6 separate regions of the Mus musculus genome follow, and regions 1, 2, 3, 5 and 6 are each linked to region 4. The links are chromatin contacts, called in public HiChIP or PLAC-seq and promoter capture Hi-C maps. All regions are on one chromosome and are shown on one strand. The core of a region is the stretch at or near the end of the contact, and the rest is flanking DNA. Distances in the headings are between cores, read along the strand shown.

Region 1 (2,700 bases), core at 126-2,625, 1.1 Mb after region 4:
TACTAGAGTTATAACAGTGCAGGAATATTTACAACGGCAGAAAGACAAACAAATAACTGGGAATAATGCTTCCAGAAACATCTGTGTAGAAACTGTGCTATGTGACTCGGGGCACACGAAGACCAGTAAGCATTCTGCAGCAGTAAGCTGGGGAAAGTTAGTTGAGGGGCAGAGTATCAGTGCAGAGACTGCAAAAGAACTGGAACATAATTCTAGCAGCCATGGTAAAGACTTCAAGATCCATCACTCTGAGGCGTCTAGAACACACAGTGTGTCAAATAATAATAAAGGAAAGTTTGATGGGAAGCAGCCTGATAAAATGTTTAAAAATAAGACCAGTATGAATAATGAGTCCAACCAGATGCCTCTCCAGGTAAAAGAACAAAGGAAACAGTACTTGAATCGAGTTGCGTTTAAATGCACAGAACGGGAAAGCATATGTCTCACCAAATTGGATAGTGCATCCAAGAAGCTTAGTATAGAGAAAAAGAGTGGGGAATATACATCTAAGACAAAAGACACAGACAAACCTAGTATGCTGGAGTTTAAATTATGTCCAGATGTGCTATTGAAGAATACAAGCACTGTTGACAAGCAGGATTGTCCTGGTCCTGGTCCTGAGAAAGAGCAAGCACCTGTGCAAGGTCCAGTATAATTTTTTTTCTCTCCCTTTTTTTCATGGGGGAATGGGGAAAGTTCCACATAGTTCAGACTGGTGTTAAACCATCATCAAGGTTGGTTTAATTCTGATCATTTTGTTTTCATCTCCCAAGTGTGTAAGCCACGGGCCCAACTATTGGTTTTATGTATGAGGAACAGTAGAGGTGTAATCCTAGGAGTGGCTGAGTAAATAGGGCAGCATTTTTTTTATGTTTGTTGCTTTTTATTTTAAATTACAGTAAATTAGTACTGACAATATTTTCAACTTTAACATTTACTAAATACAAATATTTAGTCCCAAAGAGACTACACTATGAAAAGCATTTTTATTCTTTTGTGTGTGGGGGGTGGGGGTGGGGGTGAAAGTTTTAAAAGTATCAAGTGTACATTTATTTCAAGAAGTTTTGAGTTTTGATGTATTGGTGGTCAAACCACTGGTATTAGACCCTGAACCACAGCCAGAGTCTGGGTTTTAGTTTCCTTTTGTACTTGTAATTTCAAAGAGGCTCCTGTGTGAAACTTTGTTCCAAATATTGGAAGGTACTGTACTTGTTATAGTGGGTCAGTTTGTTACTTTGACTGACACTGAGGATAAAGTTATCCCCAAAGTTAAAAGGTAGCATCTATTTTACCTATTAAATACAAGGCCTGTAAGAGCTGTATGTGCTTGGAACAAATTAATCTCAAATTAGTCAGTCACAAAGGTCTAAATGGTGACTGGGTAGAGTCGTACATGTGGAATGCTGGTGGCAGAAGAATCTAGGGAATTTAAGTCCAGCCTTGGCTATAAGACTTTGTTTCAAAAACTAAAAACAATGAAACCAGAATAGCAATTATGAGTCATAGGTAGCATCTCTGAAAGGCAGAATTAAAGGGGTATATGGATGAGTAGTTGTGATCATAAGAGGTTGTGAAACTGTAGGTATTATAGCTAATACATTGTATAATAAAACTCAGATTGGAAAAATATGGGATTTTAGTTGAAGTTTTAGTTTAATCTGGGTTTTTTTCCCTCTGGTTATGTCTGTTGGGGTGAATAAAACTATAGCATAAATGGTATTCTTTGTTGAAGGTTATAGGTATAGAATACAAAAATACTTTTGTTTAAGATAGCTGATTTCAAGGCCAGGCAAGATGGCACATACCAACACTTGGGAGGCAAAGGCAGGTGGATCTCTGTGTAGTTGAGACGAGCTTGGTTTACATCAAGAGATACATAATGGGATCCTGTCAACAACAAATAAAACTAAAACCAAAAAAGGTTGATTTCAGTAGGCATTTTGTATTAGGTTTTTAGAATCTGAGAACTTGGGTGTAAATAGAAATTTGGGATTGAGCAGGGGCAGTAGCTTCCTCTCTCATACCTGTAAATGCCCTGAGAAATGTTGGTGATTCAGCCAAGAAAATGTTTTCTTAATGTGACAATTAAAAACTATTCATTTTCTTGTTGTAAAATATACACACGGGGAAAATGATTTCCAAGCCCCTTAAAGTTTGTATTATCTATGGAATATAGGTATGGCATATCATCAGTATTATATACATTTAGGTGAGGTTTTGATAGTTTTCATTAAGCTAAAATGGAGGAGTAAAAGTTATATATCTTAAAACAAGTATTTAAACAGTTTCAGGAATAAAAAGTACAAAAGAAGACTGGTTAAAATGCATCCCTACAAGGACAAAGATGCCTGAATCAAGTCAAAGAGGTAAGCCATCATGTTTCCTTTTTTTGTTTTGTTTTTAAGTTGCTAGATTGTGTATGAATAACATGGATATAATTACAATATTATCACAGTGCACAGTTTTATTGATAATCTTGTTTTTTAGTCATTTGGTTTTGTTTTGAGACAGGGTTTCTCTGTGTAGCTCTGGCTGTCCTGAAACTCACTCTGTAGACCAGGCTGACTCAGAAATTCGCCTGCCTCTGTCTCCCAAGTGCTGGGATTAAAGGTGTGCGCCACCACACCTGGCAGGTATTTTTTTCTGAAGGTAAAATAGCATTGTTTTCTCTGTCAGGATGGAGCAGGAAGCCAGGATCTA
Region 2 (2,700 bases), core at 45-2,544, 1.2 Mb before region 4:
TCATGTTCTTTCTTTTTGTTGTCAATCTTCTGTTGTTTACTATAAAACTGAGAGCATAGATTAGCAGATCAGCAGAAGAGAAAAAAACTTACAAGGCAGAACATGAGACCCCAGTTCCTCTCTGCTGTAAAGAAAACTTAGAATTTTTCTTTATATGAATGGATATTTTGCCTACCCATATGTCTGTGTACCAAGCATATACAGTGAAGGTATCAGGTTTGTGTGTGTGTGTGTGTGTGTGTGTCTGTCTGTCTGTCTGCCTGCCTGTCTCACAACAGAGAATTGTGAGCCACCATGTCAGTGCTGGGAATTGAGCCATGCTCTGAAAGAACAGACAGTGTAGTCCCTAACCTCCCCATCTCTCCTAAGGATAGCTTTGGAAAGGCACTGTATTGTATCCGTGCCAATGAGTTGCTCAATTCTACCTCTATAAATGGACTGGCTTCTAGGTTGTATAAATGACCAGGTATGCTCCTGTGAGGAAGAGAGCCTTGTATGTAACAGTAACAGTGGGGTGGGGCCACCTCTGAAGGACTTAATAGGTATTCTAAACGGGAAGTATAGTGGGTGGATGCTTCAGAAAGCAGTAAAACTTTGTAGCTGTGATTGAGGAGAAGTGCCATCTAGTGGTGTGTGGCAGCCATGTCGCTTCCACTTCTGTTAGCTCTTACAGTTTCTAGACATCCTTCTCCACTGTAAATATCACATCTGGTATGTGTTGAACGCGAAGTCTAAAGAACATCACAAAAGCAGATGAGAAGATAGGAGGGTGACGTAACCATAAGATGCTTAGGACTTGGTTGTGTTTACATAAAACCTATTGCAGGATTAAGGTCTGTCTGGCAGACTGGAGGAATGATAGCTGGCTGCCTGCTCTGAGGGCCTGGATACCCACCCTGTGCCAAAGCATTTCCTGGGGTGTTGCACAAATTCTGGAGCCCCAGCCAGTCCAGATCTGAGCCTGGTGTTCCTGGTTCCATCCAGTTGGTACCAGTCAGCATCTTTCAGTGGCATTGCAGCTAACTGCAAGGGGTTAGGAGAGTTAGAGATGTTTCACTTTTAGAAACAGGTGATGCCTGCTCCTGAGACTTGACACTTGCCCTGGGAGGGTCCTCCAGGGATTTAAGAGTCCAGGTTTGCTAGTTTCTTTGGGAGTAACTTGGTGCTGTGAAACTCACTGTCCCCTGGCACATTCCTCAGCCTGTTCCTACTTCCTGTGTCTTTACTCTGACATTCAGCACACAGTGAGAAAGGAATTTATTACTTGGCTCAAGAGGACCTGTAGATAATTGACTTGTGCCTTTTGGTTGAGTGTTTGTTTCTGAGGGCTGAGGGGGAGAGGGGAGTCTGCAGTTGTATTGTTAAGACTTGAGTTCAGTCTTAACAAACAGCACTTGCTGAGGGCAGTGAAGGCACGCTGCTGTCATGGCCACTCTGCGCCGGCTGCCCCCACCTGAGAACTCTGCAGACTTGGTAATATGATGGTGGACACTGCTCTGAGGTTTTCCCAGAAGTTCAGGACACTTGCTTTAATGTCAGCTGGGGTGTCTCAGTGTGCTGCTGTGTGACACAGGTGACTAAGATCACTGAGAAGACATAGGCACCTTGTTTTCAAAGGTCTGAAAAGCATTCCTGAGAGCCGCATGAAAAGAGGGGCCTTGTGGAGAGCAGCAGAGAATCACTGCAGGAGGCTGGAGCACACTCTAGCTGAGCAGCTCTAAGTCTGATTCTGAGACAAGCCAGAGGCCCAGAGAGAGCACAGCCCACATGTTGGCCCTAAAGTATGCACACTCACATTTTTGCACTTCAGAAACACGTGCACTTGGGATTGGAATGTTTTCCATGTAAGCAATAAAGACTGGCTGGTGTGATGATTATTTAGCAGGTCAGAAGTTGGCTACTAATGCCTCGTTTCTACACTCTGCCTCACAGCTTAGAAGCCTTGATTTGCAGACATTGAACTTAGCATCACTCATTTCATTGAAGATGGCATTTTTGTAACCTCTACTGATTGTGAGATGACCCTCCTGTCAGTCTGTCTCTTGACCTCTGCTGCTGCAGCTCCAGGGCCCGATCCTCAGGTTCTTGGATTAGAAAAAGCATTGTGAGAATATTCCAGGGCAACTTAGATATGGTGGTTTGAATATGCTTGCCCCAGGGAGTGGCAGTATTAGGAGGTGTAGCCTTGTTGGAGGAAGGGTGTCACTGTGAGGGTGGGATTTGAGACCCTCCTCCTAGCCACGTGGGAGCCAGTCTTCTGATCTTCACCTTTTGGATGAAGATGTTGAACTCTTAGCTCCTCCAGTGCCACGCCTGTCTGGACACTGCTATGGATCTGCCTTGATGCTAATGGACTGAACCTCACAACCTGTAGTAAGCCAGCCCCAATTAAATGTTGTCCTGTATAAGAGTTCTTGATCATGGTGTCTCTTCATAGCAATGGAAGCCCTAAGATATTAGACATAAACAGAAGCTATGTGTTTGGCTCAGACATATTTTTTTTTTTTTTGCCAACTTAAAGCTATGCTTGATAGACACACAGTCCTCCATTAGTGATTCCTGTGTAACATACTCTACCTTGTCAATATTACAGTGGAATTCTCTTCTGCCTCCATAACTGAGCAGGTGACATACTGGGTAGATTTTCCCCAATCACAGGAGGCTACCTGCTGAATCATAAATGTCTTCATTTTTTAGAAG
Region 3 (2,700 bases), core at 86-2,585, 1.2 Mb before region 4:
TCCAAAGCCTTTCCAGCTGAAAAATTACAGTTTAGAAACTTCTGCTGGCAAACTAATACATGCTTTATACTGTAAACCATCTTTGCTTACTGATACTTTATAAAGGAGTTACTTGTAAAGATGATTTTTAATCTGTGTGTGTGAGCCATAGGACTGTGCACATGACTGCAGGTGCTCATGGAAGCCAGAGCCTATGAAGCAAGAGCTACTTAAGGTTATGGGCCTTTCTGCACTGGTCTAAGGAATCCAGTTCTGGTCCACCGCAAAAATAATACATGAAAAGACAAGGTCAAAATTTAAACTCGAACAATCTAGTTCAAAAGGCCACTTGAACAAACAAACAAAGTGGTAGGGGTGCAGCCACACTGTGCCATTGTGTTGTCCCCTCATCCCCCAAGGCCTTTGCCTCTGGTGCTTGTTACTTTCTCTGTTGGATGGCAGTCATTTAAGAAGTATAACGGCATTGGGGCATGATGGTGCATGCCTTTAATCCCAGCACTCGGGAGGCAGAGGCAGGCGGATTTCTGAGTTCGAGGCCAGCCTGGTCTACAAAGTGAGCTCCAGGACAGCCAGTGCTACACAGAGAAACCCAGTCTCGGAAAAAAACAAAACAAAAAAACTATAAAGACTGCTAAAATGTTAAAGCCTTACCCCTGGAGTTTAACCCTCAGAACCTAGGTGGTGATGGGATAGAACCAAAGAACTAATTCCCTTAAACTGTTCTCTTACTAGTGCACACACACACACACACACACACACACACACACACACACACACACACACACACAGAGTAATTAAAAGCTAGGTGTTATGCTATATTCCAGCAATTGGGAGACTAGAGCAGCATGATTGTAAAGAAAGAGAAAGGGCAGAAGGAGAAGGAAGAAAATGGAACAAAGAAAAAAATGGGCTGAAGAGGTGGAGAGGTGGTGCATTGATTAAGCAGGGACTACTCTTCCAAGGGACTAAGGTTCGGTTTCCAGCATCCACGAGGAAGCCCATTATTTCCCTAACTCCATGTCCGCTGCTGGCGCAGTGAGCAATACAGGCACATGGTGTGCTGATATGCAGGAAAACACCGATATACATAAAATATACAAATAAACGGGAAAGGAGAAAAACGTCTTAGAGCAGCCATTAAAACAAACAAACAAACAAACAAACAAACAAACAAACAAACAGGCCAGTAGACGTAGACTGTGAGACTTCTAGGTCAGAGTCCCCATCATTCCACAACAGTCAACCAAGAGCCACAGCTCCACTATCCCTTTGCCCAGTGCTCTTCCGTTCCCAGGTTACACACTTCCGGTCCCGCCCCCTCCCGGCGGTGCTTGTCCGCTCCGGCTCGCCGTCCTTTATCATGGCGGCCGCCGCGCTGCAGCTGAGGCAGACCCTGTGCCCGGGAGCGCGCGTCCTGCGCACCTTCTCCTCGGTCGCCAGCCCCGCGGCTCCGAGAGCCGGCCCGCGTGAGTGTGGGTGCGTCGCTGCGGGCTGGGGGGCGGGGAGAAAGGAGGCCGTGCGCTCCGTGACCTTCCTGTGTTTTTCTGGAGGTCGTCGCGCATTTCCACGAGTGCGTTCGCTGAGCCCGGCACACCGCAGGGGTTCGGGGCGCACTGTAGTGTGAGAGGCGGTGCAAGCGTGGGGCTGGAGGGAATGCAGCGATGGGAGCCGCGTGCAAGAGTGGGCAGCAGGAAAGGCTCGGCCAGGAGCGGGCACCTGCCCACCAGGGCCTTCCCCGCCGCCTCTCCTGCAGGGCATGCTTCTTCCTTCCGCGCTCGCTCTCCTGCAGACCTGCTCACAGCACGTCGTGCCTTTCCACTCCCTTGTTGAAAATCCACAAATGGTTTCCGGGCAAATTATAGATTACTTAATACATCATAGTGGCTCCTCATAGTCCTAAGATGTGTCTATCCCCAAGTTTTCGCTCTTTTATTCTCTTAAGTGTGTTAGGCAGAGTTGCAGAGGTTAGCAGTCTATCAAAGTTTTGAAGTAGCGCGTAGACACAGGTAAACGGTAACAATAAAACTTATTATCACGAAGAAAAAGAAAGCACAGTATTGAAAACGATATGCTGTTGAAGAAGTGGCTATAAGGTAGGATGGAATAGTGAGGAGAAACCTCCCAGAGGAAAAGATGTTTGAGCAGTCACGACGATTTGAGAGAAGAGCGCTGTTCTTCTCAAAGAGGTTAGACATGATCAAGGAAAAGAAAGGGACACCCGGGCCAGAGGTGTTCAAGTAAAGGGTCGAGTGGCAATCCAAGATGTCAGAGTAGTGGGCTGAGCTTTAAGGATTTGGGGGCGTTTGGTTTTGATTTGAGCTTGGACTTTGTTAGAAGTCGAGGATCACACTATAATAGAGAAGTGACATGGTTTCTACTTGTGAAGGATCTATCACTGGCATCTGCGTGGTGACTCACTTCAGCAGGGTAAGACTGCAAGACCTATTTGGAGGCTGTTGGTATTCCAAGCAAGATGATGGTAACAGTGCAGAAGGTGGTTTGGCTTATTATCGGATGTAGTTTGAGGATGAAGCCAAGTAGGATTTACTGATGGATTTGATGTAGGCCTTGAAGATAAACCCTTTCCTGAGCCGTTGGATGAGTGTTAGTGCCGTTTACAGGGATTAGAAACCCTTTGCTAAGCCTGTCTTGTGGATGCACATTAAATATGGTGACCCTCTTCAGTTGTCTGTCCTTTTT
Region 4 (2,700 bases), core at 24-2,523:
TTCTTTAATGTGTACCTCCGAAGTGAAATCAGGTGTAATACTCAGCAAAGCAGTCAAGTTTACTATCTGAAAGAAAGCTGCTTCCCAGGACCCTCACTACAAAAGCATGGAATTTCTATTTCTCAGGATCTTCCTCTACAAGCTGGAATAGTAACTTAAGGTTAACTAATAAGAAAGGTAGGCAAAGAGACCTTCCGCAAGGCAGCAGCACACTCGTTTCTTTAGGTACGGACGTACACTGGAGGTTGGAGAAGTGAAATTCGGAATTACAACTTCAAACCAATGAAGAATGCCTAATTTAACTATCTTTAATTGCTTCCGAACGAAAGCCTATCTCGAAACACCGAAACAGCTGTTACTTGCCTATAGCCTAGGGCACCGAATTGCACGCCTAAAGTTAATGACACGTTTGCCCGTAGATCTCCGAGATCTCGTCTACGATACCCACGGCGGTCCCGTATCAGGAGCTGAGCCGTCATCCCCTGGATGGGTCAACAGCTGACAAACGGGACACACACACACCACCTGCCTCGGCGTCTGCGCCCGCCCCGGCCCCTCTCTAGGCCCGGCTTTTAATTTACGGCGAGAGTGACCACGGTGCTGGCAGGGTCGCTGCTGTCCACGACAGCCTGGACGAGACAACGAAGGGCGCGGCCGATCACCGAAGCTCCCTGGCCGCGGGCGCGGACGCCGGCGGCACTCGGCAGGAACGCCCCCGGGCAGCGGAGCGGCTCCGCGGCCAGCTGCTCCGCAGAGCCGCGACGAGTACAGGCCAGTGCCAGGCCTGGGAGCCCCCTCAGCCGCGCCCAGGTCCCCGTCCGCCCGTAACCGCCGAAGGAAACGGCCCCGGCAGGGTTTTAGCGTCTTACCTAGTGGTACGGTCCCAGCCGACCGCCATGTTTCACAGAAGCCCGGGTCGCCCGAGCCCGGCGCACACGAAGATCTCGCGAGAACAAGAGCAACTCTCACGGCTGACCATGTCCGAAGGGAGCGCAAATGGAGAACTCGCGATACTTTCCGCGTTGACGGTATGTGATCTAATCAAGCGGCGCGGTCAACCTGAAAGGGGCGTGGCTACGTGGAAACTAAGTGAAAATAGGAGGCCGGTCCCTTTCCAGGAAGGGGAAGTTACCTTCCGCCTGACCCCGAGACAAACCGACTGGAACGGCGCTCCGCACTACAGACCGGAAGTGATCACCAGCCACCTTAAGGCGCCGGCCACACTGCAGCTCAGGTGGTTGAGAGGCCTCCGGCTTTGCGTCTTCATTTATTCCGGTCTACAACACCTAAACCTCCCTTGTCGGGCGTGGAGAACGGTTTCGATTATTCGGTCAGTGTGCTTAAGGATTCCCTAAAAGTAAGCTACGCAAGAAAGCCCGACAGTGTGTGCTCATGGCCCTTCACAGCACAGGACGGAATAGAGGGGCTTTGGAAAAAAAGTTGGCTCCGAAATGCTGGAGAGGAACCCACTCAAGCTCCCGTCCTACCCATTTGCTACCAAATTTTACAGGCACGCGTTGTGGTTTAAAAACAGTTTTAAGGAAAGCGTACTTATGACGAATGTCTACACAGAAAGCACTGTTTTCTCTAATCTTCACAATACTATTGCCAAGAAATACCACTATTTACTTGGTTAGTAGGTAAGGGTTTGAGTTTTAAGAGGGAGGTAAAGAGTAGTTAAGAGCTGTCAAAGAGAAACAGGCTGGGAGATCTTGACTACAGATTGACTGTGTGTATACTCCTTTACTGAAAAGAGACCCTCATCCTTCAAACCAAGGACAAATGCATGCACTCTGGTGGCAATTTAATCTCCAGACTTTCAAGACTACTCCAATTAATCATAAATTCCTATTTGACTTAAGGTTCGTGGATAATAAACACAGCCTCAAGCCAAGATTACCTAAATTAAATATCCAATCTAACTTGTTAATATCGTGACTTTGAGCATATTGCATTTCTTTGTATCTCTATCCCCTCATCTGTCAAATGGGCATAATAATGTGTTGATACATGTCTAAAATGCAAACTTACCTCACTTGTAATCTATCGGCAGCTCCTCCCTGTCGTCTCCATACCCAGGTCTACAGTGTATAGGCTGTAGCTTGGATAAAGGCAGGACTGTTGTTCATTTAGTTACACCTGATCCTTTGTCTCCAGGGCACGTTTCCTTTAGAGTAATAACGATCCCCCTGAGAGTTGGGTTTCACAACATAGCAAAACTAAATAATTTGACCCTGCTATTTTTAGAAAAACAATTTTAAAAGCTAACAAGCATAAAAGTTAATTTTTCCCGAAGAGTGAAACTTCTTAACCAATGAATCAATCATTTAGCTTCTCTGGTTTTCTTTAATGCTTCTCTTTCTTTGCTTCGTTTTGTTGTTTTGTCTGGTGCTTGGCATCAGATTTGGAGCCTGATACAAGTGAAGCTGTACCACTGAACTACATTGCCAGGAAGACCTGCCTGACTTTATAGGTTAATTTTCATATTATTGGTGGCATAATATATGGGAAACAGTCTGCTTTTTAGAGACTCCATCCCATTATGTTTCATTTATTGAAGAGAGGTTTAGGAGTAGGGTTAAAATGCTCAAACTATATTTTTATGACATCCTTTTAATTCTCCGTAGATTGGGGACAAGCTTTAGCTAGTTAATAACAAAAGAGAAACTAATATTACTCTCTAAGGTTCACATGTACCTC
Region 5 (2,700 bases), core at 181-2,680, 1.2 Mb after region 4:
GTAGTAAGGCCTATATAGAACTATCTGGAAGAAATACAGTGCCCGATATTTCAACCTTCCTAATGCTGTGACCCTTTAATTCAGTACCTCACATTGTGGTGACCCCCAACCATTAAATTATTTTTGTTGCTACTTGATAACTGCATTTTTTCTACTGTTATGACTTGTAATGTAAATGTCTGATATGAGACCTTTGTGAAAGGATTGTTCAAGCCCTGAAGGGGTTTCTACCCACAGGTTGAGAACCACTGGCCTAGAGACTTACTGAGCACCTGCAGATGTTATACAACAATTTCCTCCCAGATAGAACAGTTCATCTTAACAGAATTTCAATATACAGGATGTTCTAAAGAGAAGTAAAACATTCCATCCTTCTAGGAAGCTCTTAAACCCAGGAAGTAAACAACTCAAAGGCTTCCGTAAATTCATGAAACTAATGAGATTCACTCCTTCCCCAAGGATATATAATCAGGAAAGCAGGCCGAGAGTTGGGACAGACATGCTTAGCTACCTAGGAGAGACACAAATCACCAGAGCTATGTGAAACAGACAGTCTCCAACCTACTGAGCTGCTTTCAAGTTGTGTAGTATGGTTCAGGTTTTCCAGTGTCTATGATCTGTCACCCCTGGGGTGGGCTTTTGGTGATGTAGATATTTTTGAGTCATTTCTGTTTCTGTAAATAACCCCTCACTTATATTCCTTTAAATATTATTTCAATAAAACCCGTTGGTTCATCAAGTTGGACTGTGGTGGTAGCCTTACTGGGGTGAATAGATATTTGTTCACATCTCTCCAGTAATTACGTTATGCAGTAAGGTAGTATGATGAACTAAGTGCACAGAGGCTTAGGTTGGGGGACAGCAAAGTTCTCTGGTAGAGTGTTAGGTGGACTAGACCAAATTAGACAGAGTCTGAGAAAGGAGGAAGGACTCCCAAGGTACATCTATCAAGCTTTGGAAAAGCAGCATTCTTGAAAGCACTAGCTCTGTTTGTTTTCTGTGGGCTCACTGCACTCCAGTAGGCTTCGAATTCCCACCTCAGAAAACTTAGCCCGTTGGAGGCCTTCTTAGTGTTCTGATCTTTCAGACACCAATCACCCTTTCCAACACCCTTGCCCTTTCTTCAGCTGCCCTGGCTTCCTCAGTCTAGCATCTCTTCTCAGATGCAGTCCTCTTCCATCCCCCAGCCTCCTTAGCCTCCACTTCTCTTTAAGACACCCATTTTCCTCAGCCTTCATTCCGCCTCAGCGCGGTTCCCCCTCCTCAGCCCTCCGTAGTCTCCCATCATTCCTCAGCTAGTTCTGGGTCCCTCTGCCCTCATCCCTCTTCAGCAGTCGGCTGTGCTGCGCTGCGAGGCTCGGTGGGGTTTTGGATTTGCTCCTCCCCTTCCCTACCTCCCTGCATTCTGAGTGGCTGAGAGGAAGAGGACCAGTTGGAGTCCGCATCTGTGTGCACTGGCTGCCGCAGGGCCCAGCAAGCAGGTGGAGCTCAGCCTCCCACGGAGCATTGGGCGGTGGACCGCAGTGACGCGGCCTGAGACATGGCGGCCACGCGCCTCTGAGGCCGCAGAACCGGAGTCTCTTGCTGCGCGAGTTGCCCCTTGGCCATGCAGCTTGGCTGCTGACTGCCCCGGCGCGTGGCCCGGAGGATCCCGGCTGCGGTCATCACCTTGCAGTCTCCATGCTGCAGGGTATATTCCTCCCATATTCCATGTATTCCTCCTCAGTGCTTCCGGCCGTGTAGCCGCAGCTGCCGGCCGGGCCTCAGGGCGCTCTACCTATTATTCATCAGGCACTTTTCTTTTCCATTTTTATTTTCATTCCTATTTGCTTCTCCTTTTCCCTTCTGCTTTGCGTCTATCTCCGCCACCCCGCTATGGCCGCAGAGGAGGCGCTGAAGACGGTAGACCAATATAAGACTGAAATAGAGAGACTGACCAAGGAGCTCACAGAAACGACCCATGAGAAGATCCAGGCTGCAGAGTATGGGCTGGTGGTGCTGGAGGAGAAACTGACTCTCAAGCAACAGTATGACGAGCTGGAGGCCGAGTATGACGGCCTCAAACAAGAGCTGGAGCAGCTCAGAGAGGTGAGCAACCCGTCTCCTATTTCCCTCTCCAGGTTTGGCATTTCTCAGTGCCAGTCATCACTGTAAAGAAGTCAGAAGGGATATGGCCAGAAGGACTTCATCTTAGAGCCCTTTGTTGATAAGAGAATATTGAAAGAGTCCATTGTTTTCACCAATAGAAAAATTACCCAAGAAATGAATGCATAAGCTGGAATGGGAAGCTCTTTATTATGTGGGGGAGGGAGAGTCACAAGAAGTCTTCAGGCATCCGTGCTGGCAGGTAACATTGAATTGGGTTGAAATGCATAAATCAAACTTCTCAAACTGCTGTTATTTCAAACCCAGATATCAATGACCATAATCCATCCAATTGATGAGGTTTGTGCCTGAGGACCTACAATTTCAGGATGGTAGAATTTGGTACTTCAGTCGTCTGCTGAGTAATTGCTCCTTGGTGAAATAGGAACTAGTTATTAGGACTCACCAGTCCCGTTTGACGTTGGCTTTAGTCCTTGTCATGGGGCTGTAGGAGCAAAACAACTTTGCTGGGTGGTTTTGCTGCCCTTAATTTCACCTCTGTGCAAGGCTGGGCTATGCTTATGTCTTATAGAAGGCACCCTGAGACTGAGGAAA
Region 6 (2,700 bases), core at 155-2,654, 1.0 Mb before region 4:
TGAAGCTCGTGATCCTGCCTGCGGGGAGAGACAGCCGCGCCTGGGGATCTGCCATCCTGATGAGTCTGGAACCCAAAATTTTAGGACCCCCGGTAGATCTAGCTTTTGTTAGTTTTTCTCAAAGGAAATGTACGTTCTACTCGAGAGTATCTTCTTAAGAGGAGTGCTCACTAAATATTTTTCAAATAGGTGACTACACTAAGGTGAGGTTGTACTGGATTTAGAAACTGGATTTAGAGCGTGTTAGGACACCCCACCCGACCCTCGCCTCACTCCCTTTTGCCTTGTGAACACCAGTCTGGGAGGCCCGTTTTAGACACTGCCTCCATCGATCTCTTCTGCTGTACTGTGAGCTCTATGAGGGCATCTTGGTTTCTTAGAATCTTGCTATTGAACAGTGTTTGTGTTTTATTTTGGGGTATGTGTTGTGTGTGCACTAAGATGTGGGTGTGTGAGAATGTCAGATGTCTTCCTCTCTCACTCTCTGTCTTATTGCCCTGAGACAGGGTCTTCCACTGAGAGGCTAAGCTGGCTGGCTGGCCATCGAGCTCTCAGAATCTACCTGCCTCCACTCCCCAATGCTGGAGTTACTGGCACACACAGCTATGCCCTGCTGCGTGTGTGTGTGTGTGTGTGTGTGTGTGTGTGTGTGTGTGCTGGGTATTGGAATCCAATCCTCATGCTTTTAAAATAAGCACTCTTACCCGTTGAGTCATTTCCTCAGCTCCCCCCCCCCCTGTATTAATTGTAGCAAAGTATTTGCAACATGAAATTTCCCATTTTGGCCATTCTGAAAGTGTCCTGTCCAGTGGCATTGAAAATGATGACTCTTTGTAGCCACCATCCCTTTCTATCTTGTAAAATGGAAACTCTATGTCATTGAACAATAGCTGTCCAGCTTCTTTGTGTATAGTGCAGGCTAGCCTCTAACTCCTGGTCTGGCCTTGAACACATGCCCTTCTTCCTCCACCACCCCCATATTGGGATTATAGATTCAGGCACCACACCTTGCTTCAGTGCGCTCACTGAGCAATCTAATGGCTAAAAATGTTGAATGTTTTTCATGACAATATGCATTTCTTCATTTGAAAACTGCTCAGTTTATCCTTTCATTTATTGATGGGGTTATTGGTTCTTTGAGTGTTTAATGATTTGAGTTCTTTATATATGGTGGACATTAGTCCCTGTGCTGGTTGGTTTTTGAGAACTTGACACAAGCCTGAACATACCCAGGGGAGGAAAATCATACCAGAGAAACTGTTTAGATAAGCTTGGCCTGTGGGTACATCTGTGGGGCATTCTGTTGATTGCTAATTGATGTGGGAGGGGCCAGCCCACGGTAGGCGGAGTCATCTCTGGGCAGGTAACCTGGGTTGTATAAGAAAGGTAGCTGAGCAAGTCAGGGAAAGGAAGGCAGTAAGCAACTGTTCTCCTGCCTTGAGTTCCTGCCTCAGCTACCCTGGGATAGACTGAAACCTGTAAGTGAAAATTATCCTTTTTCTGCCTAATGTGCTTTTTGGTCAGGGTTTATCACAGTTACAGAGAAGCAAACCAGGTCAGGCCCCTAAGAGATCACAAGCAACAAAGTATTTTCTTCCGTCCTGCACACTGATTCTCTCTGTTGTGTAAAAGCCCCTTATTTTAATTTTTCATGTTTGGAGCCATTTCCGGAGCTAGAGCTGCCCTCTCAGAAAGCCTCCTCTGCTGTGTTTTGAGCTGTTGCTCCTGTGCTTTCGTCCAGTGGTTGCAGGTCTTACAGTAAGTTTCTGGTCCACTGTGGTCTGACTTTTGTGCAAAGTGAGACCTGTGAATCTGGTTTCAGTTTTCCACGTGAGGCTATCCAGATTCATCAGAAACATTTGTTCAACAGGCATTGTTTTTCTAAACACACATTTTTTTTCTGTACCTGTGGGGGAAATCATGGCTATAACTGTATATTGGTATAAAGGAAAAACAATAACTTCTAGTATGTTGATCTTGTGCCCCTTTGCTGAAGGTGTTTACCAGACCTCAGAGTCTCATGGGAGTCTTTAGAGCATTCCCATTGTAGGATGACGTCATCTACAAACAAGTATACTCCAGTTTCTTTGTTTTCTATTTGTTTCCTTTTAATTCCTGTTTCTGTCTTATTGCTTTCATTTCAGCTTAAATCACTGTAAAGAGAGTGGACATTGCCACACTGCTATTGATTTTAGAGAAAATGTTTTTGGTGTTCTTCATTCTGTAAGCTCTAGCTCTGACCCATGTGCCCTTGATTATGGTCCCTTTCTTTCTAGTATCTTCAGAGCCTTTATCACAAAAGATGTTATGTTATATAAAAGGCCTTTCTGTTCCATTGAGATGATAATTTGTGTTGACCTTGATTCTCTTTGCATGTGGTACATTTGTTGATATATATATGCTGAACTGTCTGTCCTTTTTGGGGCAAAAGCAGCCAGTGATATTTTTATTTTTATTAAAATGTTTATATTTTATTTTATTTCATGTGTTTAGGTGTTTTGCTTGCATGCATGTGCAGTGCCCACAGAGGCCATTGACCATTGACCCAGACATGGCCTCAGGTGGCAGCACAAACTACTCACATCAGGCTGTTCCTCATCACCCTCACATTTCCAGTTTCTCCTCTTATCATACTGCATAAACTGTTCTTTTTCTTCTGTCTCTCCACCACACACTTGCCATGATAGTGGTGCCTTCTCG

What was found. Promoter capture Hi-C pulls out the DNA fragments that hold promoters and counts their contacts. HiChIP or PLAC-seq counts read pairs in DNA pulled down with a chosen protein or histone mark. Capture Hi-C pulls out chosen DNA fragments and counts their contacts.
Region 1: a contact with region 4 is called in an H3K27ac HiChIP or PLAC-seq map of the NIH/3T3 cell line, with 4 times the contacts expected there. The contact joins the enhancer-like site here to the promoter of Ergic2 in region 4. A contact is called at or near these places in 8 of 39 promoter capture datasets (the 3T3-L1 cell line, 3T3-L1-derived adipocytes, the C10 cell line and 4 more), 3 of 115 datasets of contacts at active chromatin or transcription factors (the NIH/3T3 cell line, microglia and pro-B cells) and 1 of 9 other capture datasets (macrophages).
Region 2: a contact with region 4 is called in an H3K27ac HiChIP or PLAC-seq map of extraembryonic endoderm stem cells, with 7 times the contacts expected there. The contact joins the enhancer-like site here to the promoter of Ergic2 in region 4. A contact is called at or near these places in 1 of 39 promoter capture datasets (hippocampal neurons) and 5 of 115 datasets of contacts at active chromatin or transcription factors (astrocytes, differentiating embryonic stem cells, embryonic stem cells and 2 more).
Region 3: a contact with region 4 is called in an H3K27ac HiChIP or PLAC-seq map of embryonic stem cells, with 4 times the contacts expected there. The contact joins the promoter of Mrps35 here to the promoter of Ergic2 in region 4. A contact is called at or near these places in 3 of 39 promoter capture datasets (embryonic stem cells, hippocampal neurons and pre-B cells), 2 of 484 Hi-C or Micro-C datasets (B cells and embryonic stem cells), 9 of 115 datasets of contacts at active chromatin or transcription factors (astrocytes, differentiating embryonic stem cells, embryonic stem cells and 3 more) and 2 of 9 other capture datasets (embryonic stem cells and liver).
Region 5: a contact with region 4 is called in a promoter capture Hi-C map of adipose tissue, with 2.9 times the contacts expected there. The contact joins the promoter of Bicd1 here to the promoter of Ergic2 in region 4. A contact is called at or near these places in 10 of 39 promoter capture datasets (the 3T3-L1 cell line, 3T3-L1-derived adipocytes, embryonic stem cells and 4 more), 3 of 115 datasets of contacts at active chromatin or transcription factors (astrocytes, cardiomyocytes and embryonic stem cells) and 1 of 9 other capture datasets (adipose tissue).
Region 6: a promoter capture Hi-C map of hippocampal neurons shows a contact between it and region 4, with 2.7 times the contacts expected there. The contact joins the promoter of E330012B07Rik here to the promoter of Ergic2 in region 4. A contact is called at or near these places in 2 of 39 promoter capture datasets (embryonic stem cells and hippocampal neurons) and 1 of 115 datasets of contacts at active chromatin or transcription factors (large pre-B cells).

Annotation. Positions count from the first base shown.
Region 1 is chr6:149,329,141-149,331,840 of GRCm38.p6, forward strand. It overlaps Resf1 (retroelement silencing factor 1), which reads left to right. Exons shown (of 5, transcript NM_026054.3): 3 at 1-644; 4 at 2,286-2,366. Among named protein-coding and RNA genes, the nearest start is that of Resf1, 21 kb to the left of the region's middle. Within about 2 kb of position 1,376, at least 14 of the 459 cell types and tissues checked have an H3K27ac peak or open chromatin away from gene starts, as enhancers often do. A contact at or near this core is called in the NIH/3T3 cell line, where this site is marked.
Region 2 is chr6:146,978,382-146,981,081 of GRCm38.p6, forward strand. The region is part of intron 4 of Ppfibp1 (PTPRF interacting protein, binding protein 1 (liprin beta 1)); the gene reads left to right. Among named protein-coding and RNA genes, the nearest start is that of 1700034J05Rik, 25 kb to the left of the region's middle. Within about 2 kb of position 1,295, at least 63 of the 459 cell types and tissues checked have an H3K27ac peak or open chromatin away from gene starts, as enhancers often do. A contact at or near this core is called in astrocytes and extraembryonic endoderm stem cells, where this site is marked.
Region 3 is chr6:147,041,435-147,044,134 of GRCm38.p6, forward strand. Mrps35 (mitochondrial ribosomal protein S35) reads left to right here and starts at 1,336. Exons shown (of 8, transcript NM_145573.2): 1 at 1,336-1,466. The coding sequence starts at 1,361.
Region 4 is chr6:148,211,101-148,213,800 of GRCm38.p6, forward strand. It overlaps Ergic2 (ERGIC and golgi 2), which reads right to left and starts at 1,274. Exons shown (of 14, transcript NM_026168.4): 1 at 870-1,274. 4732416N19Rik (RIKEN cDNA 4732416N19 gene) reads left to right here and starts at 1,188. Exons shown (of 2, transcript NR_015615.1): 1 at 1,188-1,330.
Region 5 is chr6:149,407,554-149,410,253 of GRCm38.p6, forward strand. Bicd1 (BICD cargo adaptor 1) reads left to right here and starts at 1,431. Exons shown (of 9, transcript NM_009753.4): 1 at 1,431-2,088. The coding sequence starts at 1,876.
Region 6 is chr6:147,178,837-147,181,536 of GRCm38.p6, forward strand. It overlaps E330012B07Rik (RIKEN cDNA E330012B07 gene), which reads left to right and starts at 1,405. Exons shown (of 3, transcript NR_033640.1): 1 at 1,405-1,478.